Regions from separate parts of the Sus scrofa genome. Here all the other regions are linked to region 1. The links are chromatin contacts, called in public Hi-C, HiChIP or PLAC-seq and promoter capture Hi-C maps. All regions are on one chromosome and are shown on one strand. The core of a region is the stretch at or near the end of the contact, and the rest is flanking DNA. Distances in the headings are between cores, read along the strand shown. Region 1 holds the start of OSTC (oligosaccharyltransferase complex subunit OSTC). Region 2 holds the start of COL25A1 (collagen alpha-1(XXV) chain). Region 3 holds the start of MCUB (calcium uniporter regulatory subunit MCUb, mitochondrial). Region 4 holds the start of SEC24B (protein transport protein Sec24B). Region 5 holds the start of HADH (hydroxyacyl-CoA dehydrogenase). Region 6 holds the start of PLA2G12A (group XIIA secretory phospholipase A2). Region 7 holds the start of CASP6 (caspase-6).

Region 1 (2,700 bases), core at 37-2,536:
GCTCACTAATAAAAGTATCAGTCTTTATTTATATAATCATTGGCTCAAAAATAAAACTATCAGTCTGGATTTATATAATCAGTCATTTGAACGCTTATTCTAAAAGGAAACAGATACTTGCAGAATCTTAAGAGAGTATACCGAAAAGAAAAACTAAACAGAAAGCAAAAAACTTGTTTAGGCTATCTAGTCTATCCCTAAAGACAAATTCTCTTTCATGTCATTTCTTCCACTTGGAATATAAACATAGCTCAGGCAAGAGATGATAGTGGCTTCCAATAGACTGGTAAATATGGAATGGAAAGTAGTGGATGAATTAAAGATATTTTTAATAGTACAGCCCAAAAGGCCTGCTGATATTTTGGATATGGATGTTTAATAAAGAGAGAAACCCGGATGATTTCAAGATTTTCAACCCGAAAGATTTTAGCATTTACGAAAACAGGGGAGGGCACAGGTTATTTAAAATAGTATTTTGGTCGTGTCAAGTTATCCACGTTAGGCATCTTGTAGAGCTGTCTTCTTGACCTTTGTGAGAGATCTAAACTGGATATATATTTTTAAATTTTATATTAATTTAGCGATTAGAGTGAACAATTGTTATTTTTATTTTTTTCCTTTTTTGGCCGCCCCGCGGCATATGGAGTTCTTGGGCCAGGGGTCAGATCCGATCTGCAGTTGTGACCTAAGCCGCAGCTGTGCCAACGCCAGCTCCCTAACACTGTGCCTGGCTGGCCGATCGAACCTGCATCCCAGCTCTCCTGAGACCCTGATCCTTTTGCGCCACAGCGGGAACTCCAACAACTGTTATTGCTATCACCACTGCCACATCAGGAAGTAAAAGCTCAGCAACCTAGGGCTTTCTCAAGCTCTTGAAAAACCCGCTAATAAGAAAAGCAGAGATTTCCCAACCTCTTCATTCATCCTCTGGCTCTGGGAAACTAGAGCGTCCCGCGTCCAATCAGCTTCCAAATCCCTAGCGTCAGCAAGTGGGCGGGGCTCAGGCGGATTCCGTTCCCTCTCCTCCTCTCGCTTGGCCACGTCTGAAGCCCTGCAGGTCCGTGAAGGTACATAAATCACCTGCTTATTAACTGGAAATAACCGAGCTTTTAATTTAAATTTTTGCTTCACGAAATTGTTTTGTTTCAAGACATTAAAAGATACATTGTTTTAAGTCATGACACTTATTTGTTTTTATGGTTTCTTCTTTTCTTCTATGAGTGTGTAAACTGCCACTGAGCTTTGCAGACCTGCCATTCCCTCCCCGCGCATGCGCCGGAGAAGGGGAGGGCGGGCCCATTTCCGGGTGGCGCGTGGGGCTTGAGGCCGAGAGCAGTCCCTGCCGCCACCAACATGGAGACTTTGTACCGAGTCCCGTTCTTAGTGCTCGAATGCCCCAACCTGAAGCTGAAGAAGCCGCCCTGGGTGCACATGCCGTCGGCTATGACTGTGTACGCTCTGGTGGTGGTGTCTTACTTCCTCATCACCGGAGGTAACTCGGCCTGGCTGGGGCTCCAGAGGCGCCGAGGCGCGGAGAGCCGGCGGGGGCGCGTCTGATCAGTCGCCTCTCAGCCTGGGAAAGCATCGCTCTGCTCTCGATCTTTTCGGAGGGTGGAGGGAAGTTCTGGGGTCCCAAGTGTTAACGGTCTGAAGGTTTATTTGCCCTCACGCCCTGTCCTATATTTTGAGAGAATTAATGTTCTCACTCCCGTTGCCATCCCTTTTCTGGTCTCTTAGCCAAGTCATCCGAGTCGAATAATGTATTTTTCAAGCCCAGATTGTTGTATTTTTTATTGCATGCCTTAAGTCGTTTGACAAAGACCCTGGGAAAATCTCTTCTGGCCCATTCTATCTCCTTGGTTGGCCAAAAGGTCTTGGCACTTTTACCTTCTCTTTGTCCACGGTCTCTGGAAACTTGGAAGAGACTGGACAGTCCTTAGGTTTGTGAGCTCAAAACTAAGAGTTTGGTCTTGTTTTTGGCCCGCTCAGCAATAAATATGAAAGGAGTTTTGATACATATTTGAGCTAAGAGATTTGCAGAAGGTAGCGTATCAGAGAGCGGAAGTTGAGAATTCAAAGAATAAGGAAAATAGCATTACTTTCGAACACTTCTGCATAATCATCTTATCCTGCCCTTTGCAAAGGGGGCGTCGCTTTGTATAGTGGTGAGTTGGCAATCCAGCTACGGTCTTTTCATAGCCACCACCCTTTCAAGCCGCAGTTTCATGATTTAGTCAACACTGCTACTGCACTTTCAGATTTGGGGAAGTGGGGTATTTAATTTGGAAATTATAAAATTAAAGCTCAACAGATGAGGGACAGCAAGAGCAGATAGTTCTACTTTTAAGGGATTGTTGTGGACCTCTTCATTTTTATACATATTTTTAAGAATAGTTGGCACTGAAGAAGGAAGTATCTGAAATCATGTGAGCTTAGTTCTAGGATGAACCTTTGGATTCAACCTCCTCTCAAATCTAGAATAGCTACAGTTACCTTATGTTCATTTAAATAAATTACATATCACATATTTTTTATGTTGATAAGATACTGTCCTAGCATTGCATTAGCATTAACATTTGCTTAGCACCTTAATAGGTGCTGCATCAAATAAACCATTTAAAGTGAGTGTGGCTTTTTTTTTTTTTTTTTTTCTTAATAAATAAGGCTTCATATGCTAGACCTCTTTCCTATAACCCTTAC
Region 2 (2,700 bases), core at 120-2,619, 580 kb after region 1:
CGCACGGGGGCACGGCCCGGACACAACGCTGCCGGGCTGGGCTCGGGTCCTCAGAGCCCGGTTCCCGCCCCCCTCCTTTCCCTGCTTGCTTCTTCATCAGCATCGTGGCGGGGTCGGCTGTCTCGGCTTCGCCTCCCACCCTCTACCACTTCCAACAATCTTAAAAGAAAGCAAAAGGACGATTCCTCCAAAGTTCAGTCCTGGTGGCTGCACAACTAGTTGGCGGAGTCTGAGCCGGGGAGTGGAGGTGGACCGCTGCTTTCCTCAGCGTCGAGACCAGCAGACGTGGACCATCCCCCGCTCTCTTCTCCCCTCCCAGCTGCGAGTGAAACGCACCCTCCGACTGGGGACTGGTGGCAGTGAGGTAAAAACCGGGATGAAATCCACCCGGGTGCCCTCCTTGGCCCCTCAGAGGACCGGGACCTCCCTAAGAAGAGCGGCCGCGCGAGGTCCGAGGGACAGCGGCCCGAGGCGCTGAGAGGGGCCGCCGCTCGCCCTCGCCTCACAGCGCCGGACCTGTTGCGCCTCTGTTAGTTTGCCTTCTACCTATTCGGTGTTTTTCCTCACGCCGACCTGTTTCCCACCTGGATTCAGTTCCAGGCAAAACGGCTGCGAGAGGCTGCGAGAGCGTAATGCAAAGGGGGTGGCCACGGGGGAGAGAAGCGAGGAACACCAAACACCCAAGGAGAACAGGCGAGTCGCGAGGGCGAAGTCGCGGCCGCCCGAAGTATCTCCGCAGCCTCGCGTCTGCGAGCCTTAAATACCCTTCGGGATGCTCGTGTGTGAGTGTGTGTGTGTGTGTGTGTGTGTGAGTGTGTGAGTGCGCGCGCGCTCCGAAAGCGCCGTCCCTCCTCCGACCCCCTCCAGGCGCGCGGCCTCCCGCCCGCGGCTCCGGCTGCAGTGCGCCCCCACTTCCAAGCCTAGGCTGGAGCCCGCCTCATTAGCATAATATATTCACCTTCGCCCAGCCCGCGGGCGGTCCGAGGAGAAACTCCTGAGGGGCGGGGAGCTCGGGCGCGGGGTGGGGGGGGGAAGCTGAGCCGGAGGTCTTTCATTAGCATAATTTATGCAAAGAGCTGGAGCGGCCCCCGCGATGCGACCCCTCCCCCCTCCATGGAGTAACTTCGGCGGCGCCGAACGCCCCTTCTCCCGCCTGGGCCGGGGGCCGAAGCGGGGTCCGTTGAGGGGAGCGGCAGCTCTGGCTCATTCGGGCTCGGCCCTGCGCCCCCTCTTTATCCTGGTTAAATATGGAGGAATGGCCTCCAGGAGGGAAGAAGGGAAGCAGAACGCTCTCGCGCTCTCGGTCTTCACTAAAAGCAGCGGCGGGAGCTGTGGTGCAGGCTTTTCCCTCCTCCCTCACCTTCCCACACGCCGAGAGGCCAAGTGTCTGGCTGACGCCTGTAGTACATTTCCCCACTTCCCCTCGCTTCCCACGGCCACGCTGCAGCCTCTGACTGGGGGAAGTTTTCTCTCCCCTCCCCCAGTCTCCTTCTGTCCTGACGAGGCTGACGCTCTTCCCCGCCCCGTGTTCCTAGTCTGTACTAGGGTGCTAATGCATTTTCCTGATTCCCTGTTTTGTGGGATTGAAGAAGCGAGTGTTGAGGTATACACACATTTCTCAGGCTTTCGGAAAAGACTGAAGAATGAGGTCAGTTTTTCCTCTTACCTGACTCTCCTCAGGCTGCTCCCTCTGGATCAAATTACACGTTCTCTAATGGGATTTTTTGAAAATAGGGTACAAGTAGCATTCTCCATCTAAGGGACTTTGAAGGAAAAAAAAAAAAAATCCCACCTCTTACTCGAAAGAGTTCCCCCTTATCTCCTTCTCCTCCTAAGAAATATATGTTTCTACCCTTATTAATCAAGCTAACTTCAAGTGGTTGCTCATTAATGTAAACAATCAACAAAATACTTTATCTTTCATAAACGCGTAATGCTAGGTATGAAGCAAGATAAAGATGTTTCAACAACATTGTTGATGGAGGATACACATTGGGAAAAAATAGGGGATGAAACAGACACAAATTGCAGGAAGACAGTGCATTTTGCTATAAAACCAAAAGCCGAATTCCTTGTGTTTGTATTAGACAGCAGTTCTCAAAGGGGGGTCCCAAAAGAGCAACATCAGCATCATCTGAGAATTTAGGCAAAATTCAAATTCTAGGCCCCCACCTGACATCTGCTGACTCAGAAACTACTACTATTACTGAATCAGAAACACTGTAATCCGTGTTTTAACACATCCTCCTAATGATTTTGAGACCACTGGAGCAACAGTTCACAAAATATTTTCAAGTACATGTTTTCATTTGTACCTCCTAACCACATGAGGCCAGTAAGGGATCAGTGGCCACATTTTATATACAAGGAAACAATTTTTAAGTCACATTTAATTGTGATTAAATGTGTTTCCAATAATAGCACCCAAGACATGAGTACAAAGTTTTAAAATGTCAACCTTTTCTGATATTCCAGTTACCTCTCCAACCATTCCTTAGTCTTCTTTGCCAGCTCTTCCTCTGCCTGGATATCTAAATGTTGATGGCCCTCAGGACTCTGTCTTATGCCATCTTCTCTTCTCTGTACTCTACCTCCAGTAGTTTGTCAATTACGGCCCTCACACTGATGAGTCCTAAACCCATGTTTCAAGCCTAAACCTCTCTTCTGAGCCTTAAAGCCATTTCTACTTAGATGTCCTAT
Region 3 (2,700 bases), core at 162-2,661, 800 kb after region 1:
GGGTTAAGGATCTGGCATTGTCTGAGCCGTGGCGTAGGTCGCAGACTCGGTTCAGATCCCGCGTTGCTGTGGCTCTGGCGTAGGACAGTGGCTACAGCTCCCTAGCCTGGGAACCTCCATATGCTGAGGCAGCAGCCCTAGAAAAGGCAAAAAAAAAAAAAAAAAAAAAAAAAAATTACTTCCATGTGGACCTCATATTTAATGTGTCACTATCTGTGGAGGTCAATGGTATGTTGAAACACAGATGCTCATTAACAGGTATGAACCAACTAAGAATGGTGACAGTTTTTGCTATGGTAGATACCTGCATCTTTCTTTTTTTTTTTTTTTTAACCATAGGCGGGGGTCTAATCCGAGCTGCAGCTGCTGGCTAGTTGCAGCCGGTGGCAAAACGGGATCCTTAACCCACTGAGCGAGGTCAGCGATCTAATGCATCCTCATAGAGACCACGTGGGGTCCTTAACCCACTAAATCACAATGGGAATTTCCTGCATCTTTTTTCAATAAGGAAAGATTATCATGAGGTGAGATTTACCACTTGTTGCATTGTTTGCCAGTTTTGATTCATTAACTCAAGCCTCTTGCAGATTTAGTAAATAAAAACAGTATGCCTGGTTAAATTTGAATTACAGATAAACAATACATAATTTAGCATAAGTATACCCCAAATGTTTCATTTAAGAAAAGTGTGACCCATGCAGTATTTTGGACATACTTAACATTAAAAAATTATGTTGTTTATCTAAAAATCAAACTTAACTGAACATCCTGTGTTTTATCTACCAACTCTGTTGTAAATAAAGCTATGTGAAAGCTTGGATTAGGCTGCTCTTAAGTGGTTTGTGTTTGTTTCTACAAACACAGTCCAAGACAAAACATTAGGGTTCCCAATTGTTGTGAAAACTTTTCAATTTCTTAGCTGCTTCAATTAATAACGTGCTTCAAAGGAGAAGCCAATTCAGCTGTGAGAGAGACTGTCCCAAAGGGTTCTGTGTGGGTCACCATCAATCGGACAGCAAACCTCTGGCAGAGGTAGGCCCTGGGAAACATTCGCTGCTCATCGGGGAGCAGAGAGCACCGGCCACCGCCGCCCGCAGCCCACGCCTCGAGCTGAAAGGTGGAGCCTCCGTGGACTTGCTCCTCTAGGGCAGGAGGGAAACTTCCAGAGAGACCCTGCCCCTCTTCAGATCCCTGACGCTCTTTTCCGCTCACCCCATGCCTCCCTGCCTCGTGGGGGTGGAACGGAGAAGACTGCCCGCCGGGCACTAAGTACCCAGAATCACCAGCGAGTTTTGAAATCAACAGCTCCCCAGGAGTGAGCGGCCGGCGCCCGGGCTCTCGTTCATTTCAGAAGGGGCTTTAAGGGAAGCAGGGAGGCCGGCCAAACATCCGGGCTGACCCGCAACACCTGAGATGCGGAGGGCGGTTCCCTCGCGCTCTCATTCTCTCCTCCCGCCCCTCCAAATTTTGGTCGGAGGAAAGAAAACAGGCTCGCGCCGGGGCGTGTGCGAAGACCAGACGAGGGGAGAGGGACACACCCTCCCTTTAGCCCGCCCCGCGCTGCGCGGCGCGGGGAGGCGGGGGCCCGGCGAGGCTGCGCCCACGGAGAACGCCGGCGCCCAGCCACCAGCGCAGACCATGGCCCGCTGACTCCAGCGGGAGCGCCGCGCCCGACGGGATGATGCGCTGGAGGGGCCCCTGGCCGTGGCGCGCGCGGCTGCTGACGACCCCCGGAACCCAAGGCCAAGCGCATTCGCGGCCGCCGATGCCCCAGGTGAGCCCAAACCTGGTGCCGGGGGAGGCGGCTGGGAAAGTTTGCGTGGGGCAACTTAGGCGGGAGCGAAAGCCGAGCGGCCGGGACTTTCACTGCGTTTTGATGACACCCTCGCCCCCTCTCCCCCGGCTCTGCGGACGGGAGGATAGGTCATCCCTCGGGCCATGGACCTGGGCCCGGCGGTCCAGAGTCGGGGTCACCCCCAGGAGCCGAGGGAAGGAAAGGCCAAGGGCTACGGGGAAGTGAGCTGGCTCATCACCTCGGTTAAGTTGGAGTGCGGGGACCACCCGGCGGCGGCCGCGGGAGCAGCACAGTTGCCCCGGGAGACAGTTTTTCCGCGTCCAAACCGCAATCTGGAATAAGTTTTCAGAGCCGCTTTGCTGTCTGCTCGATTGTCGGTGCCGATGTGGCCTAAGGGGGCTAAGAAAACGGTAAAGCGAGCCAGCGCGACAGCCCTGAGTACGTACTGTGGTAGGAGAGTGAAATTTCCAACCTAAAAACTACGAGCACCTCCCTTTCAAAGAGGGAAGGAAAACTCGCGTTTTGTTCCGAGAGCCGAGAGACGGGTGAATCATGTGTGTGCTGATGAGTAACAGTTGGCCTGACACAGTTGTATTGTGGAAATCTTTGTAGAACCGTTGCTTGGAAGAGGAGGTAGAGCGTCGGTCGATGTGCGCTAAAAAATACACGGGAAGACAGGGTTGGGGGATGGGGTGAAGTACTGGGTGTAACTGGGATTGTGATGGGGGCTGACAGGAGCCTGGGAGCCCTAACTCTGAGCCTAATGAGGAAAGACAGCCTTGGAAGTAAGAGCCTTCCAGGTGCGCGCGGTTGGGGAGGGCGTTGTTTCTTAGTTTTCAGCGCCGCCTACCCACCCTTAGAAATCAGTTTGATTGTTAACGAGAAAAAAAGATGTATTTTTTTCT
Region 4 (2,700 bases), core at 98-2,597, 680 kb after region 1:
ACAGGACTGTCTTCTGTGCACAATATAATTTTCTCTAAAGATTCTAAAAATTTACATTTAAAAACATCATTGGTTTTTAAAACCTACGAATTTAGCTTAAGGTATTTTTCACATGCAGGAACTAGTATATTTTAGCTTCTGGTTATGATAATGTAAACTATTGTTTAAGTTGCTTATCCGTGTATAAAATGAAAAGGAAAAATTAACCAGAATTATGGAAATAAGAGTAAAGACAAATTTTAAAAAGTCCAAATCCAGCTACTGAAATCCTGTTTGTAATTCATTTGGTGTATCGAACACAAAGTATCATTAATTCATGGCCACAACTAAAGTGAAGCTTTGCATTTTTCTCGGGCTATAGGGCATTTTATGCTTGGCATAATCATTCAGTAATTAGCCTTGTCACTCCAGAAATATCTTGCTGGAACCCATTCGGAATTTGCTGTTTTTGAACAATTTCATTTCTAATACAGAATGATTGTGGCACACTCGGGATTCCGAACGATGGCAAAATGACTTGAGTGATGAACTCCAGGGCTTGCTTGCCACTTAGCATGCTGGGACAGACCGGAGATTCAAAGATTTCATCAAGGTAGACAAAGCAAGCTGAATTCCTGCTTCGGATGCTACAGCTCCTCTTTTCAATCCTAACAGGATGAGCCAACCCCTTGCAAAAAATCATGAGGCAGATAAAGTTTGCCCTTCAGTTTCTCTTACTCTAGTACCCCCTTTCCCGGTTTAAGTCAGTGATTTTAAGTAAATTCCTCTTCCTTTGCCCGGGATTGTAATTCCCCACGGACGAGAAGCTGGAATGCCTATTTCCTTTGGAATTTAACCTTAAGGGAGAAAAAGGAAATTAAAAAAAAAAAAAAAGAAAAACCCTCAGGATTAAAATAAGTACAAAGCCAAACCCAGGGTTCCTCTTCCGAGGAATGGTGAGTGGGGTCAGTCCAGCCCGGCGTTGCCCGGGGCTCCGGATGTCACCCCGCAGCTCCCAAACCCCTCTCCCGGCACTGCCCCATCCCGGCCCGCAGCGCTCCAGCCTCCACCCCACGTGAAAGTGGGCCCAGAGCCCCTACTATCCGGATCCATCCCTCTCGCCGGGAGGCCTCAGCAGCTCCGCCGGGCCCGGAGGTTGTAGGGCTGGCCGGCAGGCCGCCGCCCCGGGCCCTGCCTCCGGCCTGGGCGCGCCGGGCTCCGCCTGCAGGGGGCGCTGCGGCGCTCGCCGCCCGCGCTTGCGGTGAGCGACCCGGGGTGGGAGTCCCGCGGTTCCCGGCTCGGGGCGGCGGCAGGGCAGGGCAGGGCAGAGCAGGGCAGGACAGGGCAGGGCCGGGCGGAGCGGACCGGGGTCCCGGCACCCGCGGCGGCGAGCTGAGCTCCGGGGTGGAGCGCGGCACTCCCGCCGCGGTCCCGGGTGACTCCCTCGGTGACGCCGCGCGCGTTCCTTCCTCTTCCTCTCCGGCCCCGCCTTCCTTTCCCTCCGCCCACCTCCCCGAAGCAGAGCCGCGGCCGCCGCCAGTAGCGCCGTCATGTCGGCTCCTGCCGGGTCTCCTCATCCGGCCGCCAGCGCCCGGATCCCTCCCAAGCTTGGCGGAGCCGCCGCCCCAGGAGCCGCCGCGCCCGCGGTCCCGGGCTTGGGGCCGCACCAGCAGAACGGTGAGGCGGGCAGCCGGGGCGGAGCGCGGGGCCTAGTGCCGGCCCGGCAGCCTGCGCGGCCCGACCGGGCGGGGCGGTGGCGGGGCTGGTGGGAAGGGGGGCTGTAAGGGTCGGGGGAGGGGGGCTGCAGGGTTCGGGCGTGGGGGGAGGGGCGCCCCGGCGGGGGTTCAGACCTGGGGAATCGGGGCCCTGGGCTGTTACGGTAGTGTGACCCCAGGCACGAAACCGCCCGGATAAGTAGGGGCCCTAGAAAAGGGGGAGCCCAGATACCCTGTGAAATCCGTGTTATGCAGCTTGGGCGCAGGAGAGTTACCCCCAAGCGACCCCTTCTCCGAGAGACCCGGCCTTGCCGAGGCCGCAGAGTGCGTGGTCCGGAGAAGGCTGGTGTAGCCATGGAGCAGGGTGGTTGGTGCCCTTCTTGTCTCGGGAAGACTGCACCGATTCTGAGGCCCAGCGAGCACGCTGCCTGGAAGGGAACTTAACTTAGTGTTCAAGTTTGTAGACAAAGGGTGTTAATGTGCAACGTAAGTGTAACCGTAACCCTGACCTAGTTTGGCCTCAAGATCTGTCCAATGCTGCTGCGGCGGCTGCTCAAATGTTTGGAGTTTGTCGTGTTTGAAGGAGGCAGGTGTCAAACGGATTTAAACGAATACTTTTAGATCTGGCAGGTTCCCCACTCCACCCCACCCCCAGCTGCACTTTCATAAATCCAAAAAACGTGACAGAGTTGGTCCTGTTTGAGGCAGGGCCTTCCCAACGGCAGCAGCCAGTGCAACGGGAAAGCTGCTTTGGTGCTAAGGTCATGGGCTTTTGGTATGCAGGAGTTTCAGCTGAAAAATGATCAGCTCTAGGATATCCATTCCCTAATCTTGAGATTTGGAATGTTCCTGGATGCGGCCGGGGAGGTGGGGAGGGCTCTCTTTATAGACGATAGTGTTTCAGAGGAGAACTGTGGAAAGTAATTGAATAATGACTGCGTTTGTAAGAGAACAGTCTGCAGATACTCTTCAAATGATGGTTGGACTGACCTATTTTATCCAACCT
Region 5 (2,700 bases), core at 69-2,568, 560 kb before region 1:
TGCTGTGGCACAGTGGGTTAATAATCTGATTGCAGTGGCTTGGGTTGCTGCAGAGGTGCACCTCTGATCCTCTCTGTGTACTGGGTTAAAGGATCCGGCTTCACCACAGCTGGAGCTGCAGCAGGGATTCCATCACTAGCCAGGGAACTTCCATATGCCCCAGGTACCACCATAAAAGAAAGAAAGGGAAAAAAAAGAGATCAAAGCAAAGGAATGGTGAACATAGTATTTACTATGAAAGTTACTTCCAACAGGAGGATGCTGACTTTGGATGGTGAGTCTGTGGGTCCTTATTACATATTCAAAAATAATATAAAAATAATACAAATTCTGTGTTACTAGGTGTTCCCACTGTGGCTCAGCAGGTTAAGAATCTGAATAGTATCCACAAGGATGTGGTTTGATCCCTGGCCTCCCTCAGTGAATTAGGGATCTGGCATTGCACAAGCTGCGAAGTAGGTCGCAGATGCAGCTCAGATCCTCTTGCTGTGCCTGAGGTGCAGGCCAGGACCTGCAGCTCTGATTTGACCGGCAGCCCAAGAACTTCCATATTCCGCAGGTGCGGCCCTAAAACAATAAATAAATTAATTAAAAAATTCTTCATTATTAAAGTACAGTAACTAGGAATTATTCACAGGAGGGGGACTACTGGCCTAATTACTATCAAGTCTTCCAGTACTTTGAAAGACTTTCCTTTCCATTTTTATCTCCACAGAGGTTTCTCTTTGATCTTACCATTCACACATTCAGGACTTGTAAAGTGGAAATGGGCAATATCAACTCTCTTTCTCTGACCCCGATCTCTGCATTGGAATTCATGGGTTACTAGACATTTGCTTTGCGTCCGAGCAGTTCGTTTCCTTCCGTTTTATCAGGAACAATGTACACAAGGCCGAAATAATTCCTAGATTTGGTTATTTGATGACGTGAACTGAAGGTGCTCATTTGGGAGTCTCTTATCATCAAAACCGAAATAACACGTATTTATTCAGGGTCGAGTTATGCACTAGCATCCTAAGCGAGGATTTAACAAAACAACACCGCATCCTCCCCCTTATAAGGCCGCCCTCCGCTTTGGGCCTGCGCGGGGATGGGCGCGCTAACTGCCCCTCCTCTTCCCTCTGACTGCGGAGGGACAGCCCGGCCAGCGAGCTCAGCAGCGCAACGCTGTGGCCGTGCCCGCCCACTTGGGCGGAGACGCCGCGCTCCGACGTTCGAACGCGGCCCCTGGGGTCTCCACCAATGAGAAAAGCGAATCGCGAGGCTCCGCCCTGTCGTCGGAGACGCACAGCCACGCCCAGGGCGCGCGGACCTTGGGTTTCCTGGGTGTCCAAGCCCAGGGGTCGTCTTGCTACTCTTGCCTCAGCCGCCTGCGGTTACCTTCTCCGCCCGGTCTTGTTGCTGTCGCCGCCTTCGTCTGCACCATGGCTTTCGCAACCAGGCAGCTCGTGCGCTCCTTGTCCTCCTCGTCCACCGCCGCGGCCTCGGCGAAGAAAATCCTCGTCAAGCACGTGACGGTCATCGGCGGCGGGCTGATGGGCGCAGGCATTGCCCAGGTGGGCCGCCCGGCGGGCAGCGCTCTCCGCTCGCCTTGCTGCCTACGCTAACCTGAGAGCTCTGGCGGGCCGCGACCCGGCGGGGTGTAGCTCCGAGAGACCTGGAGAATTTCCCCTCCTCCCCTGTCCCCCTGCCCGTGTAGTTGAAATGCCTAGACCCGTGAGTCTGCACTCCCTCAAAGATCTGGTGTCTTTTGGCCGAGCCTCCGTTTCCGAGGGTGTGCGTCCCGAGACCTGGACTGCGATCGGGTTTAATTTTTATCGGTGGTTTTTTTTTTTTTTTTTAAATAATTCTGCAGTTATTGTCAGAGTAGTTTTCTGCTCTTCGAAATGGTCTTCTTCCGAGTGTTTCCTATGCTTGCTGGATTACAAAGGTTAATAGTAGTCAGCACTTTTGTAGCATTTTGTAAAAGTTATCTTATCGGAGCTTGTGAGGCCCTGGGACGCCACCAGCTGCTGCTGCGCGGGGCCTCTTTGACCTAATGCCCTCTGGTGCTGGGGAGAGTGGGAGCGGGAGGTAGAGGGGCCAAGGGCTCTGAAGGGGTAGCTCATTAATCTCGCTGTGGATCTTCAGGACTCTGCCCTGTTCCACCTGAGCTGTGATTCAGGGACAGTTGTGCAGTTATTATCTAGATACTGTGGTACTTGTACTTTATTGATTTTTAGCGGTTACATTCCAGGTTGTATTGGGGAACCGTGATTTTCATAGCCTAGCTGATTATCTTCTTAGCATTTCAGCCCTTGCTACTAGTATTGTTGGACAGGGGAGGCATTGATCTAGTTTTTTTGGGGGGGAAGTACCTTCAGTGGCTTCAATTTTGAAAAAGATTAATTTTTCTTAGTTCTATTTCCAACCAAGTCCTTGCTTCTGTGCTTGCTTTTTAGAAAAATCTTTTATTGTCATTATGTATCTTAATTTTTCCCACCCTGCAGGTTGTTATTTTTTTTTAAACAACTATTAATTTGGTTGCTTTTTCTCCTAAAATCTGTTTTTCATTAATGTTTTATCCTTCTGACAGGCTCCCATTTCTTTTCAGATCATGTTTTGGGACTCTTTTTATTGTGTACATGTTCTGAATGCTGGGTTATGGTGTCCTCATAATCTTTATTATTTGTGAAAGGGAGGAGTAAGTCTCTTTAACTG
Region 6 (2,700 bases), core at 1-2,500, 960 kb after region 1:
AAAGAAGTACTTTATCTTAACTATTACAACATTTAAGCATTCCAAAAAGTCAGGCGCTTCGGAGGAAAGATCTCTGCCTGAAATGCTGACTTATTACTACCAACAATGCCACCAAACAGGTTCGCAGATGCAAACATAATTAAAGTTTAAAAATATGAAAAGGCAAATCAAAAGAATAACAATAGCAACCAACATTGACAAAGCAGAGTCACCAGTTTCCAAGGAAAGAAAATTCCTGTCAAGTATTGATGGACTCATTTTCTAGCAGAGTTATCAGCACTCTTTCTCAACAATAGAGTACACCAAAAGTCTGTACAAAGGTCGCGATTTATTTTCTGTAGCTCTGCAGGAAAAACATAACTTAAACCAATTCTTGAGAAAGTTAAAAGGCCATGACTTTAAAATTCTCGAAATGTTTTGCACGTTCAGCTGCTTAATTTAAAGGCGCTAAAATAGAGCTAAAATCAGTCTGTTTCTCTCCATCACCATGACGCATACGTCACTAAGTTCTTGGGCAACTTCCATGCAATTGGAAAAAAAAAAAAAAGAAGTAATTCAGAAGCAATGAAAACAGAACGGTGTGTACACACTCAGGTGCTCTCTCACATGCTAACAACAGTAGTGCGAACTTGTCAGCAGGTTGCTCAAACACAAGAACGGAAGGTCTAGCAATGGTTGTTTTTCCACGGCCAGAGGACACCGTCAAGGTCTGCCTGGCATCTCACACCTCCACGATCTCGGTCCCCCCAACAGCCCTGAAAGCACGGGCCTCGCAGGTCCTGGGGTCCCCCTCACCGTCATTGCACTTATACTGGCAGAGCCCATCCTCTCCTCCCAGAAGGTCCAAGGCGGCGTTGAGGTACGTGTCTATTTTGTGAACGCCGTTCCGGATGGTCTTCAGGGTGGCCCTCCAATCGGTGGGCTGGGCCTGCTCCTGGCATCTGAAAGCCGCGGTCAGTAGCAGGAGGAGGAGGGCGAGCGCGGGCCGCGGGAGCTGGGCCATCCGCGCAGCGCCGGGCCGCACGGGTCCCGGGAGCCGCGCGACCGGCGCACGCCCCACTGAGCCCCTTCAGCGAGCCCTAGCCTAGGCAGCTGCGCGGGGCCAGGGCTCAGCAGCAAGGTGGGGCCGGCCCCATGCCCCCGCCTCCCGCCTGGCTGGGAGGCGGGCCCTCTCCGCCGGCAATGAGACGCGGAGACGCTCGGCGCGGCGCACGCGCTGCGCTCACCTGGGCCTGCCGCTGTCCCTGTGCGCCTGCGCCGAGCGTGGTGCGTCAGAGGGGCGGGGAGGCGGGAGCGCTGAGAGGCGTCCTCCACGCTTACTTGGTGGCCGCGGCACGCCCCCGAGGCGGTTACCTGGTCCTCGTTAGCACTACCTGAGGGGAAGGTTGTGCTACTAAATAGCCATGCTGGGCCCCGTACCCCAGAGAGGCTGATTAGGTTCGTCCAGGTGTCAGTGAGCATCCGTGTTTTTTAAAAGCTCCCTGGATAGCTGTAAAGTGCAGCCAGGTGGCGAACCCCCGTGACCTCCTCCGACTTGTAGGGGCGCTGTTCAGCCACCCCAAGCGACAGGCTTTTCTGGATGTAGACAGTGTTGGAGAAGTGAGCTCCCGTAGCCACGTGCAAAGAGAGAGCCGAGGGGTCCAGCTGAATTTCGGGTTTGAAACTGATTCTGCCTGATAGGTGGGCAGAAGCCACGTCTCACCAACTTGGGTCCGGGATTCACGGCCCTGCTGTTGGGGGATGGGGACTGGAACATGTCAACCTAAGGCCATGTAGGTGCCTGGCTGAGAAGGATGAGCGAGATGCTGGTTTCAGAATTATGGAAGAAGAAAATGTTTTGACAATAAAAAACCATGAGCGGGAGTTCCCGTGGTGGCTCAGTGGTTAGAATCCGACTAGGAACCATGAGGTTGAGGGTTCGATCCCTGGCCTTGCTCAGTGGGTTAAGGATCTGGCGTTGCTGTGAGCTGTGGTGTAGGTCACAGACGCGGCTCGGATCCCGCGTTGCTGTGGCTGTGGCGTAGGCCAGTGGCTACAGCTCCAATTAGACCCCTAGCCTGGGAACCTCCATATGCCGCGGGAGCGGCCCAAGAAATGGCAAAAAGACGTAAAAAATAAAAAACCATGAGCTTTTTTCTCTGGTAAAGGAGAAGCAGTACTCTACAATTGATTGCAGTTTAAAAAAAAAAGAAAAAAGTGGAAATCACAGATTTCCTACTGAAGATACTTTATAACTTGATAGCTCCAGTAACTTTTCTCTATCTTTTCCCAACCCTGTGCAGAAGCCTTAAATAACAATTGCAGTAATTTTTACCAGAGCTATAAATATCTGGTTATCTTCCTCTGCCTGGCAGTTTCCAAGAAGATCCAGGGCAAGATTTCAAGAGATGTGTCCTTTCTAATAAGAGTTACCAATAAGTTCTAGTTTGGCTTTTGTGTTTGTTACAGGCTCCATACATTTATAATAAATGTGCAGTGCAGAGCTCATAAGAGTTATATCTCTCCGTATTAAAAGCTTACTTTATGTCAGGCACTTCACTGAGCCCAACCCCAGGCTGGGTTAGTAGAAAGCCACCTGGCTTTAGTCTGCCCTACTGCAGTGCTCAGCCAGGCATCCTTGGACTGTGATCAACTCACAACACAGTGGATGAAGAGAATTGTGTTTGGACAGTGTTTATCTTGGAGAGAGAGCAGTGAGCA
Region 7 (2,700 bases), core at 195-2,694, 930 kb after region 1:
ACCTGCCCCGCGGAGGTCCAGCGCCGAGCTCATCGCAGCGGAACGCGCAGCACCGACGCCGCGACCGGCTTCTGCTTCCTGCAGCCGGAGCCGCAGCCCCCGCCTCTTCCTCCTCGGCCCCCTCCGCCGCCCGCTCCGAGCGTGGGGGTGGGAGTTGGTGGTGGCCGTGCCCCCTGCTGAGTTAAGGTCCGTTTCGTTCACCTGGAGTTCGCGGGGGCCAGAGCGTCCAAGCAGGGCAGGGGACGCGGTCTTCTTAGCCTGGCGCCTGGAGAGCAGAACCCAGCCTAAGGGACGCCGCAATTCTTATCCCGAGGCCAAGGGGCGGTCCCGGGGTGGGAGGACCCCGGGTGGGAGGCCCCAGGCAGTTTCAGAGCACCTGCAGGCAGCAAGGCTCGCTCAAGCTCCGCCCCAAGTGTTAGCTCTTCTCCACGCCCTCAGGTACAGGGTGTTGTGTTTTCCTGTTTCCCGTGGAATCTTTTCCCCAGTGCGAGTTACGTTATAGGACTTGCAAGGATTTACAGTACTTTAAAATGCTCTTTGTTTGTAGAGCGGATTGGGAGAGAAAAATAAAAATCTAACTGGATAGCTTCCTGCATATACTTGTGGCTGAAAAGTCTTGCTTAAGGGAGTTCCCGCTGTTAAGAATCCCAAGTTGTCTCTGAAAGGGCTGGGCCTGCAGCTGCAGCTCGGATTGGATCCCTGGCAAGGGAACTTCCATTTGCCCTGGGTGCGCAAAAAAAAAAAAAAAAGTCTTACTTGGTCATTGAATAGAGTATGAAATCAAAGGATTTTACTCACCCTTTGCCATTTGCTGTTCATTTCATTATATGCATAAAATATTTCAGAAATCACTATCTTAGTAACATGCTGCAGTGAAGACATGGAATATCAATTATCTCCCTCATACGGTTTTGACAATTGAGTTAAACTACTGTAGTCAGAACAATGCCTGGCTTGTGAAGAGCTCAACGAATTTCTATTGCCACCATCTTAAGCTTATTGAAAACAGAATTGACTTCTTTCGGTTTCCCCATTACCCAGCAGTTGCTTAGAAGGTAGGAGGAGCTCAACAAATATTTAACCTGAATAAGATTCAGGTTTCTGCAACTGCACTCTGGACTCTATCCAGTTTGAATGACTTCTCTGACCACCAGAGCTTCCTGTCCTTCTGCCTAGTTTTCAGGGTATCTCCTCTATACAGAAATAGTCCTTATATAGAAGTGGAATTTCAATTGGCTGACCCTCCATTTATCTGAAAGGAGACGAAAGAAATTTATTTTTTCTCAAGTATCTCACAATACTGTATTGCTTTTATACATATACGGTTATGTATTTTAAAGTAAGATACTGTCTACCTTAAGACGTACAAATACAAAGCATTAGGATACTTATTTCACAATTATAAATGTTTAATTTTAGCCTTTTAAAGCAATAGCTAAGGAATTCCTGGTGGTGCAGTGGAAACGAATCCAACTAGTAACCATGAGGTTGCGGGTTTGATTCCTGGCCTAGCTCAGTGGGTTAAGGATCTGGCGTTGCCCTGAGCTGTGGTGCAGGTCAGCGGCTGTAGCTCCAATTCAACCTCTAGCCATATAACCTCCATATGCCACTAGTTCGGCCCTAAAAAGCAAAAAAAGTAAAAATAAAGCAATAGCTAATAGTCCCCAGGTAAAAAGGGTAAGTGACTGAGATTGGGAAACAGGCTGCCTAGATTCTAATTTTGGCTCCACCATTTTATTCCCTTTGAGACATAACACAAGTAAAACAATGTAACCTCTCCCAGCTTCAAATTCTCTGTAAAGGGGGGACAAAATTCATTCAGTATTTTTTGAGACAGTAACTGGCAAACTCCTAGGATTATACCCAGCCCTCAGTAAATTTTCAGTTCATTTATTTTTAGTCACTAAAGATTACCTAGAAACATTCTCAAACTGTGGTCTCTGAACCAGCAGTATCAATGTCATCTGGGGACATACTAGAGATGCAAACTCTTGAGACCTACAGAATCAGACCTACTGAATTAGAAGCCGGGGGTAGGGTCCACCATCGCATTTTAACAAGCCCTCCAGTGGTTCTGCTGCATGCTCACGTGTGGGACATAGACGAAATAGGCACAACATTGTAAGTCAACTGGACTCCAATAAAATTAAAAACAAAAAAAAAGAATGCTACCAATCTCTTCCTTCTCAAAGTGGAAAAAAAGAATCCAAAGCAAATCCATATTAAAATAATCCATATTGAAATAATAATCCATATTGAATAATCTTAATTATTTTAATACTTTAACACCAAACTTAACTGACTGGATAGCTTGATTCTTACCATTATGAATAGTCACTTTTATGGAATTTACTGAATCTGAAGGTCTTAGCCAACTATTACCTATCCAAGGAATGAAATATATGGAATAAAGATAAATTCAGCGATAATTCTAAAGCTTAAATTTTGAAAAAAAATTTTTGACTTTTTTTTTCAGTGCTTACCCCCACTAAGCCTTGTTTTTTTTCCTATATAAATCATAGAAATACCAAATTTTTATAATTCTGATTCCTCCACTTAAGAAAACTTGAGAGCCAACAAGGAAATATTTATAAAGTTGTCAGCAAGGAGACTTCGAAGGCTGTTACGGAAACCTAATAAGACCAGGACAAAAAAGGATAACTTCACTGTGGCCTGTATGCAAAGATGACACTGCTGATT

The links. Promoter capture Hi-C pulls out the DNA fragments that hold promoters and counts their contacts. Hi-C and Micro-C count contacts between places; a contact is called where the count stands out from the background. HiChIP or PLAC-seq counts read pairs in DNA pulled down with a chosen protein or histone mark.
Region 2: a contact with region 1 is called in a promoter capture Hi-C map of fetal skeletal muscle, with 8 times the contacts expected there. The contact joins the promoter of COL25A1 here to the promoter of OSTC in region 1. A contact is called at or near these places in 2 of 5 promoter capture datasets (fetal skeletal muscle and liver), 3 of 47 Hi-C or Micro-C datasets (embryonic fibroblasts, epiblast stem cells and heart right ventricle) and 1 of 2 datasets of contacts at active chromatin or transcription factors (skeletal muscle).
Region 3: a Hi-C map of embryonic fibroblasts shows a contact between it and region 1, with 1.7 times the contacts expected there. The contact joins the promoter of MCUB here to the promoter of OSTC in region 1. A contact is called at or near these places in 1 of 5 promoter capture datasets (liver), 2 of 47 Hi-C or Micro-C datasets (embryonic fibroblasts and fibroblasts) and 2 of 2 datasets of contacts at active chromatin or transcription factors (alveolar macrophages and skeletal muscle).
Region 4: a contact with region 1 is called in an H3K27ac HiChIP or PLAC-seq map of alveolar macrophages. The contact joins the promoter of SEC24B here to the promoter of OSTC in region 1. A contact is called at or near these places in 3 of 5 promoter capture datasets (fetal liver, fetal skeletal muscle and liver), 2 of 47 Hi-C or Micro-C datasets (alveolar macrophages and liver) and 2 of 2 datasets of contacts at active chromatin or transcription factors (alveolar macrophages and skeletal muscle).
Region 5: an H3K27ac HiChIP or PLAC-seq map of alveolar macrophages shows a contact between it and region 1. The contact joins the promoter of HADH here to the promoter of OSTC in region 1. A contact is called at or near these places in 1 of 5 promoter capture datasets (liver), 1 of 47 Hi-C or Micro-C datasets (heart right ventricle) and 2 of 2 datasets of contacts at active chromatin or transcription factors (alveolar macrophages and skeletal muscle).
Region 6: a contact with region 1 is called in a promoter capture Hi-C map of liver, with 6 times the contacts expected there. The contact joins the promoter of PLA2G12A here to the promoter of OSTC in region 1. A contact is called at or near these places in 1 of 5 promoter capture datasets (liver) and 2 of 2 datasets of contacts at active chromatin or transcription factors (alveolar macrophages and skeletal muscle).
Region 7: a contact with region 1 is called in an H3K27ac HiChIP or PLAC-seq map of alveolar macrophages, with 14 times the contacts expected there. The contact joins the promoter of CASP6 here to the promoter of OSTC in region 1. A contact is called at or near these places in 2 of 5 promoter capture datasets (fetal skeletal muscle and liver), 3 of 47 Hi-C or Micro-C datasets (alveolar macrophages and embryonic fibroblasts) and 1 of 2 datasets of contacts at active chromatin or transcription factors (alveolar macrophages).

Annotation. Positions count from the first base shown.
Region 1 is chr8:113,445,782-113,448,481 of Sscrofa11.1, reverse strand. OSTC (oligosaccharyltransferase complex subunit OSTC) reads left to right here and starts at 1,286. Exons shown (of 4, transcript XM_003129258.4): 1 at 1,286-1,492. The coding sequence starts at 1,354.
Region 2 is chr8:112,865,266-112,867,965 of Sscrofa11.1, reverse strand. It overlaps COL25A1 (collagen alpha-1(XXV) chain), which reads right to left and starts at 1,369. Exons shown (of 38, transcript XM_021101684.1): 1 at 1-1,369. The coding sequence starts at 103.
Region 3 is chr8:112,650,114-112,652,813 of Sscrofa11.1, reverse strand. It overlaps MCUB (calcium uniporter regulatory subunit MCUb, mitochondrial), which reads left to right and starts at 1,411. Exons shown (of 8, transcript XM_021101676.1): 1 at 1,411-1,774. The coding sequence starts at 1,679.
Region 4 is chr8:112,761,517-112,764,216 of Sscrofa11.1, reverse strand. It overlaps SEC24B (protein transport protein Sec24B), which reads left to right and starts at 1,347. Exons shown (of 23, transcript XM_021101681.1): 1 at 1,347-1,656. The coding sequence starts at 1,530.
Region 5 is chr8:114,004,128-114,006,827 of Sscrofa11.1, reverse strand. HADH (hydroxyacyl-CoA dehydrogenase) reads left to right here and starts at 1,318. Exons shown (of 8, transcript NM_214331.1): 1 at 1,318-1,556. The coding sequence starts at 1,425.
Region 6 is chr8:112,481,872-112,484,571 of Sscrofa11.1, reverse strand. It overlaps PLA2G12A (group XIIA secretory phospholipase A2), which reads right to left and starts at 1,250. Exons shown (of 4, transcript XM_003129255.6): 1 at 796-1,250. The coding sequence starts at 1,003.
Region 7 is chr8:112,518,194-112,520,893 of Sscrofa11.1, reverse strand. CASP6 (caspase-6) reads right to left here and starts at 1,444. Exons shown (of 6, transcript XM_013989349.2): 1 at 3-1,444. The coding sequence starts at 33.